Linked DNA regions of Mus musculus: regions 1, 3 and 4 are each linked to region 2. The links are chromatin contacts, called in public promoter capture Hi-C maps. All regions are on one chromosome and are shown on one strand. The core of a region is the stretch at or near the end of the contact, and the rest is flanking DNA. Distances in the headings are between cores, read along the strand shown. Region 1 holds the start of Ddo (D-aspartate oxidase). Region 2 holds the start of 9030612E09Rik (RIKEN cDNA 9030612E09 gene). Region 3 holds the start of Wasf1 (WAS protein family, member 1). Region 4 holds the start of Mettl24 (methyltransferase like 24).

Region 1 (3,751 bases), core at 265-2,764, 2.5 Mb after region 2:
TACATCAGGCAGCCTCTCAGAGTAAAACTTCCTTCCGAAAAAGGGTCCCCAGGACCCAGCCCAGCAACCTTTTAAGCTCTCATTCCATAAATAACAGTGCGAACTTCGAGGTCTCTCTACGGGCAATTGCTACCAAAACAGAATCAGCCTAGGTTTGCCTGCCGTGCTCACCAGCACTAATCACATGGCATTCGGGGGTAGAATTCTAGTCATAGTGCCCTTGCCTAACTTTTTCCCTATGGGCACATTCTAGGGACTGCTGAGGAGGTAAGCTAGTCCTGGGAAGCAGCCGAGCTGTGACTTCTGCTCCCGGGACTCTAGGGAGCAGACACAGAGGTCATGTCTGGCTGCCACAGATGATTGCATAACAGGAAGAAATGGCCGCGGTCCTTTAGCCTCTGTGCCTTCACCTGAAGACAGCACCAAATGAATTCTTATTAGCCTCTTTGAGTAGTAAACGGCAGGCCGCTGAGGCTGTCTCCCAAATAGATCCCCTGTGGGAGGATGTAGGGAAAATGTAGATACCAGGCGCCTGCGCCAGGCACCCCAAGGCTGACATCTTGTGTGGAAGGTAGAGAGAGGGGCAAAGATGTCAGTGTCCTCCACGCTCTCCGCAGAGGCAGCAGGAATCTGTTACTTGGTGCTGACCTGTCAGCCTCCTGCCCGCCTTCACTTCTTTGTCTTACTATGTGTGCTCCATGCCCAACTCCCTCTATCTGGCTCAATTCCAGATTAAGGAGAGTGGACAAAACGTAATTATTCCAGTTAGTTATAGCCATTCCTTAGGGGTAAAGTTCTCTCAGCCAGCTGCTTGTGTTGTTAGCCTAAATCCCACCCACCCCTGGTACAATCCCTTCTTGCAACAGGCAGTGAACAGGGCATCAGGCCAGGTGAGGTTAGCCATGGCAGACATCATGAGGTCTGGCTATGAGTGGTTCTCTGCCTCCTCCCTAGCTCCACTTGACTCCCACTCCGTGAGCCTTGAAGCCTTTTCAGGGAGGTTTAATGTGCGCTTCTCCTCCAACTGAGCCGTGTGCGTTTCTGAGCAGGTGAGCTGAGATGTCAGACTGCCAGGGTTGAAGAAAGACAAGAGAAGATTCCCAGCAGGACACAGTCCAGTGGGGAAGGCTGGGAGAGGGAGGTCCTGGACTTGTTTCCAGAGGAGGTAATAGAAGACAGACGGCCATGATCTTACTAGTTGCCTATCTAGCAGCCTTGCGCCACAGCTCTAATAAGTTAACACTAGGGTGAAAAGCAATCTGTGGCTAAGAATAACCAGCTGCCAGTGGAGTGGAAAGAGAGCCAGAAACATAGGGCATGTCCTGATATAGTGTGACCTATCAATCTCTGGCCCCAACCCCACCAAGACACACCCCTAAAATCCCAGAGTGCATACAGAACGACCCTAGAGCAAAGAGTGAGGATTCAAATACCTGTCTCTGAAAAAGCAGTCTGGTATCCACCGGAGGTCCTGGCACCAACACTTGTTTTCCAGTGACCTGTTAGCCTGGTCTCCTAAGAGACAGGGAAAACAAAACTCCTTCCCATTGGGGAAATTATTAAGGACACTCTCTCTAAGCTTACCCTCCATTGGTCCATGCCACAGTGTCTGCCTCTGACTCCCCAGGAGAGAGGCACGTGTAAGCTCTGTGGAACTGCCTCTCTGCCAAGCCTGCAGGGGAAGTTTCGTCCTCTATGACCTGTCTTTGTCTGGCTTTCAAGAACTTCAGCTTGCCACCAGCCTGGAGTTTCTCCGGCTGATTTGTTTGCATGGCAAATAAATGGGTGGTCTGTCTGACTTCCAAAAAGTCCCAGCTAGAACCAAGCACTCGTTTCCCCTGCCGCATTGTTCAGAGTTGTTGATAGCTGAGATGCCGGCCTGGTGGCAGATGGAAAATTTATTCAGAAAATAAGTTAGGATGAACCAAATATTTATAGAAGGGAACTGGTATTTGCTGAGTGTCACCTCCTCAGAAACACACACAGCTCAGTAGTAGGAAAAGCCCACATTAAACCTCCCTGAAAGTCATTTGATTCTAGAGACGTAATTGGTTGTATCACAATAGCTATAATATATCTTAAAGATTTGTTTTACATTTAAATTGCTGTGGTCTGTTGGTCTGTGGTCTATTGCATGTTGTTCTCACATGCACGCAGTGCCCATGGAGGCCAGAAGAGGGCACCAGATGTCCTGGAGCTGGAGTTATAGGTGGTGGTGCGCCACCTGATGAAGGTGCTGGCAATTACATGTGTTAATCGCTGAGCCATTTCTCCAGCCCAGATAATATTTAATAGAATAATATTAACCACGTTAATATACTAATAAGAGATTTCGCTTTAGCCATGACTGTATCACCACGTAACACCATTCTCTTGTGAAATGAGACGTATCCTCCTTATTCTACAGATATAAACCGAGGCTCCAAGACATGTGGAAAAGCCCATGGTCTCTTGTGTGATAAAGGCCATTCTGTGTAGCAGACTCCCTATGCATGCTCTCAGCCAAGCAGAGGTCCTCTTTGTCAAAGCAGGGTCCTCACTATCTTATCTTGAGCAAGTCAGAGGCTGTCTCAGTCTGTCTTCCCATCTGAAAAGGAGAGAAAGATGATTCCTTTTGCATGTGGCCATGAGCCTCTGGTGAGCTCAGCTAGGTACGATTTTATACAAGGCTGTCTGGGTGTCAAAATGGAAAAGAAAGGGCATTGTCCCTTCAGTCCACAATCCCAAAGTCACAGAAAATGGAACAGTTCTGTGTCTAGGGGAATGGGTTCTTTCTCCACACACATCCAGCAACCAATATAGCAGACTCTCCAGCAGACACATCCGGTTCAGCAGGATTCTCTTTCAATTCTGGCACCTTCTACCTGAAGATGGTATCTGGTACCACAGGTTGGAGGCTCAGGTCTTAAGACTTACCCCTTATCAAAGGTCAGATGCATATCTCAAACCTCGGGTTGTGCCCTGTGCCTTGGGTCCCACCACAAATTTGGGGTTCTAGGTTGCCCACACTGGGTTCAATTCGTTTGCTGCAGTACCTCGTAGAACTCAGGAGAGCTTAGTCTGATATAAAGGCTGCAAAGAAACCACTAACCCTGGTGTCTTAGTTAGGGTTTACTGCTGTGAACAGTTACCATGACCAAGGCAACTCTTACAAGACAACATTTAACTGGGGCTGGCTTACAGGTTCTGAGGTTCAGTCATTATGGTGGGAAACATGGCAGCATCCAGGCAGGTATGGCTCTGGAAGAACTGAGAGTTCTACATCTTCTTCTGAAGCCAAACAGAAGACTGGCTTTCAGACAGTTAGGATGAGAGTCCTAAAGCCCACACCCACAGTGACACACTCCCTACAACAAGGCCACACCATCTCCCACAAAGCCACATCTCCTAATAGTGCTATTTCCTGGGCCAAACATACTCAAAGCACCACACCTGTCCTTTTAGATATTTATGTTGACTTACATCCACAGATGTGACTGGCTATACATCTCACTTCCCTAGAATCTGAGGGAGGATGCTGAAAGTCTCTACCTTCTAACTATGCCTTGTTCTTTTCTGTGGGAAGGATCCTTCACGGCAGAGGCCATCGTCAACAAATCGATGAGTCTGCATACAAAAGACACTCCTAACCCTCAAGGTGCTAAGAGTTTTAGGAGCTATCAGGATTTGAGAATAAAAACCAAATGTATACTGCACTATATCCCAGGTGATATCCATATTTTATTATTATTACCCATATCCATATTTTATA
Region 2 (3,915 bases), core at 144-2,643:
CATGGCTTCGGGTACACAGGTACTTTCCCTCGCACCCCCAGCACACGAAAGAGAAGATGCTTTCCAGGGTACCCTCCCAAATATTTGTACGAAACACATTATGCTAAAATGCAAAAACAGGCCTCATAGGGTTGTTCAGCCCTGCAGAGTACGCTCCCAGATATCTGTAATTCTATGCTTAAAGAGACAAAACCATGCTAAAATGCAAATTAGGCAAGGCAACACTCAGAATGAACCCCACTTGATAGGCCGAACTGAGATTTTAATGAAAAGCTTACTCATACCCCCACACCGAATTCATTCTATCTCTTAAGGACTTAAAAATGTGTAATTTTAAATTCCACCACTGTCATAATGAACACTCCGTAATAACAAGCCGGGGAACAATGGACACCCCCATATCACATTGTGTCAGGTAATTACAAAGTGGAGCGGCGCGGGAAAGCTGAACTGGGAACGTCTAGGTGTCGTTCCTTTGCAGTGTGTGTAGGAGATTTTCAGAGCTGTGTGTTGTCTCTGGAGCCTCATCAAACGGTTCACGCTGATACCTCAACCCAAAAGACAGGGACAGGCGCAGCCGACCTTGGTCCAGGGCGTGGACAGAGGCGGCCCAAGAGGAAACACGTGAGCGCATGGAGGATGAGCTGGGCTTTGGAACCAGCAGATGCGAGTCTGGTGGAAGAGTGTGGAACCTGATGGAGAGGAGAGGGTCCTGTCGTGCGTGGCGAGGGCGTGGGGCTTCTGGGGGGAGGGATCCTGAGCGCACAACAGTACCCACTAAGCCCAACCCTTCCCATTAAGCACAGGGCACGGTGAGGGTGCAAGCCGGGTCACCGGGTAAAGATGCTACTTTGTAACAGAGCATAAGCTTGCGTTTGGGGCAGAGGGGGAAGGGAGACAGAAAGAGAAAGAAAATCAGGGAGCTGGAGGCTGAGTTGTCCTACTTCGAAGTCCTTCTCAGGAAGGCAAAAGCTTCCTGGCAAACAGTCTGACGGCGCGCTGTGCTGGAGACCCCTCTAAGCGACATTCAGCCTCCACACAGCCTGCCGTAGTCTTCGGAGCAGGACACTGGTGCCTGAGCGGTGGGTCCGGTCTGTGTTTCCCTCCGCTCCCGGGCGCTGCAACCCCGGAGCCGAGTTCTCGCTCTGCCTTCAGGTCCCTGCGCCCTTTCAGCGCTCCACCTCCACCCTTCACCCCGCTATGTTTTGCCTCAGCGGCCTCTAGGTCATCCTCAGAAGCCAACTCTGAGCCCACCGGAGCCCACGTCACGGAGCTCGGGAGCAGGAGGGGTCGTCGCGGGGAGGTGGCGGCTCCGAGTAGGGCCGGTGCCCGCCGCCCAGGAGCAGGCGGCCGCCAGCAGCCCCCGGAGCCGCGCAGCATCCGCGTCTACAACGACCGGGAAGCCACGCCCGCTCGCGAGCGGGGGGCTGGCCTTGTCCCCCCCACCCCCAGCCTCCCCTCCCTCGGACCCCTCCCCGCTCAGTCCCTCCCTCCGCCCGCGGCTCGGCTCGCGGGAGGCGCTGGGCGCCGGGGCTGGCGCGCTCTCCCGGGCGCACACACAGATCCACGCACGCACGCCCAGAGCAGCTGTCTCCGCCGTGGCCGGCGCTCCTCTCGCCCATGCGGACAGACAGAGCTCAGGAAGATGGCTGACGACTCCTTCGGGCCCCGAGGATGCAGCCCGGCGGCGGCGGGAGCGGGAGCGGCGGCGGCGGCACCGGCAGCGGCGGCAGCAGGAGCGGCGGCGGCGACGGTAGGAGCGGCGGCGGCGGCATCCCCGAGACTCCCCGGGCTACCCTTCCCCGTGACGGCCACTGACGGTCTCCGCCGCTAGAAGAGACCCCGCTCCTCCCTCGCCTGTTCCACCCCCACCCCCAGCCCCGGACCCGCTAGCACCGCTACCTCCGCCAGCGTTGCCACCATCAGCACCACCTCCACCTCCGCCACCGCCACCGCCACCACCACCACCGCCGGCGGCGGCAGCAGCCATTTCATCTCCACAGAAACCAGACACAAAAACATGGCAGAAATGGAGAAAGAAGGGAGACCTCCGGAAAATAAAAGAAGCCGGAAACCCGCTCACCCTGTGAAGAGGGAGATCAACGAGGAGATGAAGGTATTTTCGGACTCGGAGGCCGGGGAGACCGAGCTCTTTATTCCGTCCGCTCCCTTCGGGCTGTTGTGTAGGCTGCGGGGGGGGGGGGGGGGGACAGGGGCGCGCTTGTCAGTTTCTGCTGGGTCCCTGGGACGCCTCAGCTCCCCCTCCAGGTGCAAAACCGAGGCCAACTCATGGGCTGCATCTCCGAAGTCTGCCAACCTCAGATTTGATGGGGGCGAGGGGGGGGGGATACTATTTAACCTCACAAACCCTAGACTGGTACAGATGTTGCCGGGCGAGGGCACTGAACCCCAGTGGCGAGTGAGCATGGTGCAGTGGCTTTCCTGATGGTCGGTGTAGTATTTCTCCCTTTTTCGGAAATGAATCTCCGGACCCCTCCAAAGTTAAGAGCTGCCGGACCGGGGCACCCGGGATACCTGGATTCCACCCCTCTTCCCGGTCCATCCCCAGGCTCGGTGATCCCGCTTTGCTCCAACTCGCCGGCTGCGGCGGTGTAGCTGTCAGTGGCGGAGGCTTGGGCCGGAGCGGCGCGGGTCAGGGACGCTGCAGCCAGCGGGCTCGCCTCGCCGTCCCCGGCCGCTCCTCTCTGCTTCTGCCCCGGGTCTCCCGCTCGCCTCTGCACGCCTCACTTTCCAGTTAGCAGACCCGGCAAGCCCGGCTGAAAGCCAGCTGTCTGAGGGGCGGCCTCCGCTGCCGCCTGCCCATTGTTCGCGAAGGCCAGCCCCGAGTCCTCTCTGCGAGGCCGGGCGCCCTGCCAGGCCAGCGGTGCTCCAGAGGTGGCGAGCGCAGCCTCCTGGCGCTCCAGCTGTTCGCGTAGAAACCCAAGAACACGGCTCAGCCTGGACTCTTCTGTCACCCCCACTTCTTTATTTTCCTCAAAGTTGTGTGTTTTGCCTGGCGAGGATTTTATCTTGTGTGTGCATTATGAGTTTCTTGATTTGAAAAAGAAATCACTTTACGTACATAGATTTGTTTCTATGATATTAAAATATGTAAGGCTTGTTTTTCGCGTTTCTTGGCGTTCTCCACTTCTGTCTGCATGGAATCTTCAATACAGTCAGGTGACTTGGTCAGCTTTGGTTAAGTTTGTATTTGAAAGGCAAACTGGTTAAAATGGTATGGGACTAATTCACTGTTATTGCGGCTTGGGCATCTTCTTGGTTATAGCAAGCGTATTTGGTGAGGGTGCTGCGAGAAAGCCCACGTTTAGAAGGGGCAAACAGACACACATCTTAGGTGTTTGTGAAACTAGGTGTATGTTCCTAGCTTTGCCTCTCTCCCGGGAGTTTTACTTGTATTCCACGCTTTGGAAGTAGGGCTTTTATTTTGGGAGGAGGTGGTGGTGGTGAAGAATTTAGTGTCTGGAAGCAGGAGTTATCCGTCTGGGAAAGTTAGGAAGCTTTGCCTTGGAAATTAATACCATTCCCTGTAACAGAAACCACTATTGATTCTAATGATAGACAGTTTATAAAAGAAAAAGAAAAGAAAGAGATCTGTAAAAGTTGTTTTCTCTTCAAGAGGCAGAGTGTGTTCTGCAGTTCTGGCCCCTCCCTCCTGTCTTGCGTTTCTACATTACTTTTCCGTGTCGTTTTTAAATGGAGAGTGGGGGACGACCAGAGAAGGCCACCAGGCAACCACAGCTAGCTCTGGCCCTTTAAGATGCTGCCTAATGCCCTCTATATGGATGGCAGCTTTTAAGTTTCATAGGTTCTAGAATTACAAATTAGCTAATTTTAATCAAAACATGTGAAATGTTATCCCGGCTGGATATAAAGGCTGACTGTGCTCAATGCTTG
Region 3 (4,084 bases), core at 409-2,908, 2.3 Mb after region 2:
TTTTTTTCCCAAGGTTTTGAGATATATTCTGTCCTTAAGGTATTCAAAACTGGATCTACTCATATCCATGTCGATAAGAGTTAAAAGAAAAAAACTGTAACTGGCAATAAAATATACTTTAAAAAGAACTAAGTGAAAATTAAAATCCAAGTTAGGGAGTTTTTCTCCTCCCATATTAAATCCTCCCTCTCATTCAAATGAAAGATATGATTAGTAAATCGGATGTTCAAATATTCTACAAATACAAAACTTTTCTTATTAAAACGGAAAATTTTATATATAAGTACGTTATTCAAATATTCAAAATAAATAAAAATACTTTCCCTAACAGAAACTTAGATCAAAGATAAACTGTTCCTGTGAGTTCCAAATGGGACTGCATCTGTACTTGTGTTATGCGGCTCCCAACAATTAGAAAAATGAAAGTTTACCAATTAAATTTACAATGTCAATGGATGTTTGTACAACTGAACAACTAATAAACTAATCACACCGATTACTGAAAATAAAGACTTAGCTAATGTGAACACCAAGAAAAAAATGTAAATAGAATGTCGGGCACATTTTGTATAGTAAAGGATAGGGTCAGAATGAGTCGAATTAAAGTACCTATTCTAGCTAGGTATTAATTAGTCAGTCACAGGGCAGGTCGTGAATGTTGGGATCCGATGAGCTTTCTTTTCACCATTATTCTAGTTCATCATCCGCAAGTGCTAGAGAAGGTGTCTACGGAAGCTAGGGGGCATGCTGTAGCTAGGGGAAAAGAAAAATGGGAAAGGTGCAATGGATGCTGCATAGTTGAATAATTATCTGGGTGGCACAATGGGCGAGTCCTGCCGACATCAGAGCCCAGCAAGCGTCTCCCTAACTCTGCCCGAGGAACCTCCCCATTTCCAGGCATCAAAAGAGCCAGCACCCTCTCTGCCTTCTCTTCCAAACTGGAATATAAAGGGATGCCCGCACTCGCTTTACCATGGTCGTGCAGAGAGCCGCGGCGCAAAGACCCGCGGCCAGGGCTCGCTTTTCAGAACCGCTGGCACGCCGGGCGAGCCGAGGGCTCCGCGACTGGCTGCAGCCTTCGCCGGCGCCGATGCACAAGGGCGGAGCGGCGGGATCGGAGCCCCGAACCCCGCGCCGCAGGTGAGAGCCGCAGATGCTGCACCCAGAGCAGCCTCGGGCCAGTCCCCGCGCCCGAGATCCCACGCCTCGTCCTCCACGCGCAGCCCGGGCTGCTGGGCGGCGGGCGCGGGGGAGCCCGGGATGGGGGCGGGGGCGGCGCGCCCATCCATCGCCGCCGCTGCAGACCCCGGCTCATCCACACGCCCCTCTCGGCTCGGGTCGGTGGAGAACAGTTCCCTCGTCAGGACCCCGGGAAGAAAAAAAAGGGACAAAATCCTGAGAGACTCGTGCTCACCGCGAAACCGTGGGGGGCTCGCGCCGTACCCCTTCTACATGCTTCGGCGGCTGCCGCCGGTCCGGCTCCGCACTGGGGCGCCACCAGGAGCCCCTCGGGAGCGTCGGGCTGCGGGATGGAAGCCGCGCCGGGCACTGGCTGAGGCGCCGGGCCGCCGGGAATGCCGCCGGGGGCGCCCACTGCTCGCCCGAGCCGCGGTGCGCTCGACGCGCGAGCGAACAACACCGCGAGCAGCCGCTGCCCTGCGCCGCCCCCTCCCCGCGCGACGCTCCACAACCGGGCGCGGGGACCCGCGCCTGCAGCAGGGGGAGCCGCGGGGCGCTCTCCGCCTGGCCTCACGACCTTTCCCCGGAGCTGCACCGGACGGGTCCCAGGTCTCTGAACTTAGGATTCGCACTCTCCCCTCGAACCCTGCAGGGCGTACGGCGGCATGGTGGGAGAATGAGCATCCACCCACTTACCCGTCCGTGGGCAAGAGGACGGCGCTTCCCCCTGTCCTGAGGCTCTGTGGTATTGCCCGATCCGCACTTTGGGGGAGGGGGCCGGAGAGAACGGTGCTGGGCTCGGGAATGAGGGAAGATGACATCCAATTGAATGAAGCATCCTCTTGGGGGCGGGGTCGAAGGCAGGCCCCCTCTGCCGGGCTCCACCTCCTCGCTCCAAACTACATTTCCCATGGTGCCGCGAGCTCCTCGCCGCACTGTACGCCGGGAGTGAAGGTCCTCGAGGCTTCAAACACATCTCAGGACTGGGTCTTTAATCAACGAGGTCCTGAAAGTTACAAATAGTTGTAATCCCTTGTGCTTCTTTAGATAAATGTTTGTGAATCTCAAGTTTTGATACAGTTATCTCAATAATAAAGTTTTTTTCGAGAAGTTATAAATGATTTTTTTTAAAGGAGGTAAATATCGAGTTCCATGACAATCTGACAGGACCTGGGAGACGCTGCTTCTTCCGCCTTGGCCTGGCCTTAGCAGAGAGTATCTGTTGCAGTCATGTCGGCTGCGATTGCAGCTCTAGCTGCTTCGTATGGCTCGGGCTCGGGGTCCGAATCGGATTCGGACAGTGAGGGCAGTCGGTGTCCGCTGCCAGCCGCGGACTCTCTCATGCACTTGACCAAATCGCCTTCAGCCAAGCTCTCTCTGACCGTGGCGGTGGACTCGGCTCCGGAGGTGGCAGTTAAGGTAAGTGTTTTGGACACTAATAAGCTCAGGAACTGCTTTCAGCTCGTCTCGGGTTAGAGGCTGGTCTACCTTGGCGCTGAGAAGTATGTAACTAGCGTTTACATCTCTTCCCACATCCTCCTTGACGATTAGAAGTACGGAGCAGCTCTCCACTAACCCCTGTCCTTCCTATCTCCGTCGGATAAAATTAGTTCAGGAGAGGAGGAAAGTTTGAATTTGTAGACTAAGATGTAGCCTTATTAGATCAGTTATAAGTTCAGAGCATAGATAATATTGGATCAAGACTTTCAAACTAGAATTTGTACCCTCACTAGAAGTGAGCCACGGCCAGGCACTGTTTTGTTTTTGAGGAACTCGGCACGAATCCTGGCTTCACTACTTTCAAATTACACAACGTTCTTTTGTACAGTTGTGCAATGAAGATAGCTGTATAAAAACATATTTATCGGGGGGTTATTGTAAAGATTGAGTGAAATTATATGGTAAAGATTATAGCACAGAGCCGAATATCTATCTAGTGGAAAGCGATACATGTTAGCTATTGTGATTCTTTGTGTTAATACAATGAATGGGAAAAGGACATAAAGTTTAGGAAGTAGCATGCACGAACCCAACCGAGGAAGTTGATAAAGGGGGAAACCCAGTTCTATAGTTCTATAATATAGTTCTCTATGGAGCATGTATTGTTTCCCAGTAACAACAGGATTAAAGCCACAAGGGTCAACCAACCAGAACATCTTTGCTATCATAGTTCATACTGGAATCATTCTCGTGGGTGAAACAACCAATTAAATGTGGACAAATAAAGTAGTTACAGATTGAATTGAACACTGGGTGTCCGGGGGTGGGGGGTGGGGTGGGGATGGGATGGGGTAATAACCACAACAAAGAATAAGGTAGAAGTGTGATTTTTTTTTTGTGTGTGTAGATTGCTCAGACAAATCCTTTCTTAAAAAAATAAAAATAAAAAAATAAAAAGTTGCCAGGCAGTGGTGGCACATGCCTTAATCCCAGCACTTGGGAGGCAGAGGCAGGCAGATTTCTGAGTTCGAGGCCAGCCTGGTACAGAGTGAGTTCCAGGACAGCCAGGACTACACGGGGAAACCTTGTCTCAAAAAACCAAAATAAATAAATAAAATAAATAAATAAATAAATAAATAAATGAAATGTCAATTCGAAGAGAGAGAGACCACGTTAGCTAAAGCAAGAGTTTCCAAACTTAGGAGAAGACTTAGTGTGTCTTGAGCCCTTTGAGAGCATCAGTCTGTAGTAAGCCCTGTGTGAGTGAATGACCAGCTCAAAGACTGACGAGGGAAAAGAAGAAGATTTCTAACTAAGCTCTCCCTGGGTCTTGTTTGTGTCATTTATGAAGTTGAAGTTTTTTATAAGGACATCTGGCATGAAAGAACACTGGGAAGTCTATCTTTAGAACAGAACAAAGCTCTGCCAGCCTATGACTTTCCAGCAGCCTTCCCCGTGTGTTCCT
Region 4 (4,182 bases), core at 1,263-3,762, 2.5 Mb after region 2:
GGGTTCTCAGTGAACCTTGACCTAAGTGTCTGAAGTAGGAATGGGCAGAAGATTGACAAGATGCAGGTTGGAGCGCAGAGCAGGACCGGGATATGGCAAAAGAATGTAAATACTCTGTAACAGTTTACACTTGAGGAGCAGCTAACGCTTCAGACAACTTAGAGAAAATAAAAGTTGTTACATTGTGTTTCTAGCATGCTAGACACTAACATTTTCCTTTCATCTTCTTTTTAATTTAATTGTAATGACTGAACCCCAGTACTCAGACTCCTGTCCTGTAAGTCACACTCACCCCCAGTTGACCTCATACCATCTCATAGTTTTAATGCTACTTGCGAGCAATAGCCCCAAATTGCTACTTCAGCCTGGACATTGCCTCTAAGCCCCAGATCAATGTGTCTGAATGTCTATTTGGCATTTCCAACTGAATCACTAAAAGATATTTGAAAGTTATCTGGGGTCAGCACATTCTATCTGTAATCTACCAAAGATAAACAGATAACAGAGATAAACCAAGATAGCTGCTTCTCCCCGTAACTTTCCAACATTCCCCATGTTTGCTACATCTCGCCACCTCCATAGCTACCACCTGCCTGCCATTTTCAGACTGATCTCTGTTCCAGCATCCCACAGGGGACAGAGGTGAACTTCCCACAAACACCCCCAGTGACCCCCTGATTCTATGCATTCCAAACCTAAACACTGTGAGGCAGGCTCTAGTCACCAATAACCTGGAAGACAACCCCTTAGGTCTCCTTAAACAGGAGACAGCAGAAACAAAAGTTGTGGAGAATCACTCAGAAAGGGGAGATTATCAAAGACAGAGTGTTCAAGGGTGTCCACAGAGGAACAAAGGAGGCCAGACTCTTAAAAAAAATATCAAATCTCAGTTCAAATGTCTCCTTTGTTCACTTTTTGATCTTTCTTCATAGGTTCAAGGCCTGAATCAAATTGTATGACTTTCCTGAGCCCCAGACACTTTGAATTCAGTTTGTGCTGGCAGCACTTGACCCAGCATCCAGTGGAAGCCCTTGGCAAGGGTTTTGAAAGCTTAGCACAGCATCATGGGAACTGCATGGACACAGTGAGAAGGAGGTGTCTCTTTTAGAGTAACTAGCTAAGTCTTTATATAGGAGGTGCATTTCGGAGACAGAAAAAAGAGCTGTGTGCGTCCCAGAACATAAGAGAATTGCCTGTTAAGCAATGCCATGTGGGAAGACTGAGCGCAGGGCATATAAAAGTGGGGGAAGAAAATCACTGAAAGTAGTGGGGGTGTTAGAGTAGAGGAGCCAAAGGAAGAGCAGGCTGGTAAATGCAGGGGCCAGCTCGCAGGTGGGGGCTGGGTGCTCAGATGCCATCAAGAAAAACCCGACTCCAGGCAGCACAGCCAGCCTTGCTTCGGAGGATGGCACCGCAGTTGGAAGCAAGAGTGGCAGGTGTAAGGATGTGGCAAGCTCATATATCCAATTCCTAATCTTTTCAGTCCTAGGTACCACAGAGCTCCCAAAAGAAGGTGTAAGGTGAGGCTTCAACAACCAGAGGTTTAAACTGACCTACTCAATGAAGTGCGGGAAGTTAACAAGGCAAGGATCTGGCCCTGGAGCATCCGATTATTTCCCACTAAGTGGTGCTATGGGTTTGGCTTCTCACCCGGTGCCAGTTCCCACTGCTGGGTAGGGACTCTGGGGTCGGAGTGGGTGAAGGGGGCGGTGTCTGGATGCTACTGGAAGGCAGATCTTGACCATCACCTGGATGAGCCTTTCATAGTGTCTACCCATCCGGTTTTGTCCAGGCCTGGGTGGGGAAAACACAATGGCAAGCCATGCCTCCTTCCCTTTCAGCGCCCCCTCCCTTGCTGAAATGGGTGTGGTTGCTTGGTGCTCCTTTCCTAGAAGGAGGTCTGCCACAGTAGGCGCTCAGCAAACGTTAGTTGAATTTGCATGATCCCTGCTCAATTCCACTTCATTCTATAGGGATACTGAGTGAGACTACAGAAAGTTCCAGGGAGAGCTCAGCTAGAAGGAAATAGAAGAGTCTTGAGGTCCCAGTGGCCTGAGCAGAAGGCTCCCTAGCGCCATCTGGGTGCAGGCTCAACTCCAAGGTCCATGTCTGCATGGTTTGCAACTGACCTTCCTGCGGAGAAGCCCGCCCTGGGCACAGCAGCTCGGCTCTGGGGACGTCGTGCTCCCGCCACCCCGGGGCAGCACTCGGCGCCCACTGCGCACGTAGGTCACCTGCCTCCTTCTGGCTCCGCGTGGGGAGCCGGGCGCCGACAGTAGGTGTGTCCGGGGTGGCCCTGGGGAATCGCCGCGGCCCGGGGGTCCCGAGCCCGCGTGGCGCAACTCCATGCAAAGCCGTAGGCCCAGAAGCAGCGCGGCACCGAGCAGCCACCGGGGCAGGGCTCCACAACCACGCCCGGGAGGCTTGACAGTGGCCATGGCGGGGACCTCGACCTCCGGCTGTGCTCTGGGTCCCACCCTCAGCTCCCAGCCGCCTGCAGAGAAGCGTTCCCAACGGACCGGGCTGACAACTGTGGCAACTCCCCAGCGGCCCGCCTTCTTCCCTGCGACCGGGGAGGCCCCGGCGTAACCTTATCCTGCCCAGCCGCAGCAGGAAGAGCGAGGGGCGGTGGGCTAGGCGTGCACCCAGGCTGCCATAACAGGGCTGGGTGTCCTTAGGTGTGACCAGCCTGTAAAGTCTGGCTAGTGGGGAGAGCCAGAGTCAGAATAGAGCACGTTCCTCCGGGGCGCCTGAGCTTTGACTTCATTTGTTGGTGTTAGTATTAGACACAAGGAAAGAGGAGAGGTGAGCCGCCAGGTTTGGCCCCAAAGAAAAAGTTGTCAAGCAGTTTTTGCCACTAAGCATGATATAAAAATAATCATACTTATGCTCAGGTTTACAACTTCTCTCCCTCAAGGGGAGAGAGAGAGAGAGAGAGAGAGAGAGAGAGAGAGAGAGAGAGAGAGAGAGAGAGAGAGAGAGAGAATAGCACTCCGTACAGAGGAGAGAATAGCACTCCGTGCAGAAGAATCAAATTAGTTATTCAGTTTCTAAATTCTGCCCGAAGCCAGCCCATGCTTTCTCCCTCGGTGTTATGAAATGTGTGGGGGTGAAGGGAAGGGAGACAGCCAGCGAAGACATCTGACAGCGGGAAAGAGGGAACAGAAGTTACCATGGAGTGCTGGAAATCAAATTAATTTAGCTCCAAACACACACCTCCCTGCTGCCTGGCAGAAATGCAGAGGGACATATTTATCTCTGGGCAAAACGCTCCCTAGCCGGGATTGCCATTGTCACCTTGACCTTAATTAAAGAAATCTAGATGCTCATAGTTTGGACTCACAAATGGGGTTGGTATCCCACTTTTGTTAGGATTCTTTCCCTCCACCTGTTTAGGGTGACATTGATTTCTAGATTTACATTCAGGTTCTTTGGGATTCTTTTGTTTTTTTTAAACCATGGCCAGATACCCACCCCCAACACACACATGCACGCACACACACATACACACACGCACACATACACACACACACACACACACACAAGCATACATACATGCACATTACACACACACACAAGCACACATACACATCACACACACATACACACACATATGGATATATTTTCCATGCTTCTATGTAGGTTGTCTCTCTCCCTAGCCTGCGACACGGACAACAGAGATCTAGAATGAAGTCTGGCCACCTCCTCATTTGAATGTTGGGATTTTCCATAGGGAGCTCTGCTCTCTGAGATTCCCATTCCTTTTTGGCAGAATTATTCTTTGTCAGAGAGCATTAAACCTGTTTCCCCACAGTCACAGAACTTATCAGCCTAATCCAGTGCATTCCCTGGCCATCACCGGTCCTCAGGGGCTTGGAGGTTTTATTATGCTTGAAAGTATACACACGTGATGGGAATAGACAGACAGACAGACAGACAGATATCTACTTGCCCACCTCCAGGGAAATTGCAGCTAAAAGTCTTTATTAAGATTATAAACTTTCATTCACACAAGCTGAGAGAGACAGCCTCAAATCCTGCAGTTATTTACTTGAACTGTGTTTGATTCACGACCCTCTCATTGAGTGATATGAGACACTAAACAAAATATGTATCTTTTCTGAGCTTCTGTTTTCCTGTGGGAAAATAGACCAATATTTAGGGTTACATATATTGCATAAC

What was found. Promoter capture Hi-C pulls out the DNA fragments that hold promoters and counts their contacts.
Region 1: a contact with region 2 is called in a promoter capture Hi-C map of liver, with 5 times the contacts expected there. The contact joins the promoter of Ddo here to the promoter of 9030612E09Rik in region 2. A contact is called at or near these places in 2 of 39 promoter capture datasets (the C10 cell line and liver).
Region 3: a promoter capture Hi-C map of liver shows a contact between it and region 2, with 6 times the contacts expected there. The contact joins the promoter of Wasf1 here to the promoter of 9030612E09Rik in region 2. A contact is called at or near these places in 3 of 39 promoter capture datasets (liver and pre-B cells).
Region 4: a promoter capture Hi-C map of liver shows a contact between it and region 2, with 8 times the contacts expected there. The contact joins the promoter of Mettl24 here to the promoter of 9030612E09Rik in region 2. A contact is called at or near these places in 4 of 39 promoter capture datasets (the C10 cell line, liver and pre-B cells).

Annotation. Positions count from the first base shown.
Region 1 is chr10:40,627,774-40,631,524 of GRCm38.p6, reverse strand. It overlaps Ddo (D-aspartate oxidase), which reads right to left and starts at 1,514. Exons shown (of 5, transcript NM_027442.5): 1 at 1,434-1,514.
Region 2 is chr10:43,172,177-43,176,091 of GRCm38.p6, reverse strand. It overlaps 9030612E09Rik (RIKEN cDNA 9030612E09 gene), which reads right to left and starts at 1,393. Exons shown (of 1, transcript NR_102361.1): 1 at 1-1,393. It overlaps Sobp (sine oculis binding protein), which reads left to right and starts at 1,562. Exons shown (of 7, transcript NM_175407.3): 1 at 1,562-2,116. The coding sequence starts at 2,021.
Region 3 is chr10:40,881,401-40,885,484 of GRCm38.p6, reverse strand. It overlaps Wasf1 (WAS protein family, member 1), which reads right to left and starts at 1,658. Exons shown (of 9, transcript NM_001379453.1): 1 at 1,415-1,658. It overlaps Cdc40 (cell division cycle 40), which reads left to right and starts at 2,342. Exons shown (of 15, transcript NM_027879.2): 1 at 2,342-2,598. The coding sequence starts at 2,410.
Region 4 is chr10:40,681,612-40,685,793 of GRCm38.p6, reverse strand. It overlaps Mettl24 (methyltransferase like 24), which reads right to left and starts at 2,512. Exons shown (of 5, transcript NM_177793.3): 1 at 2,130-2,512. The coding sequence starts at 2,438. It also overlaps a transcript of Ddo not described here.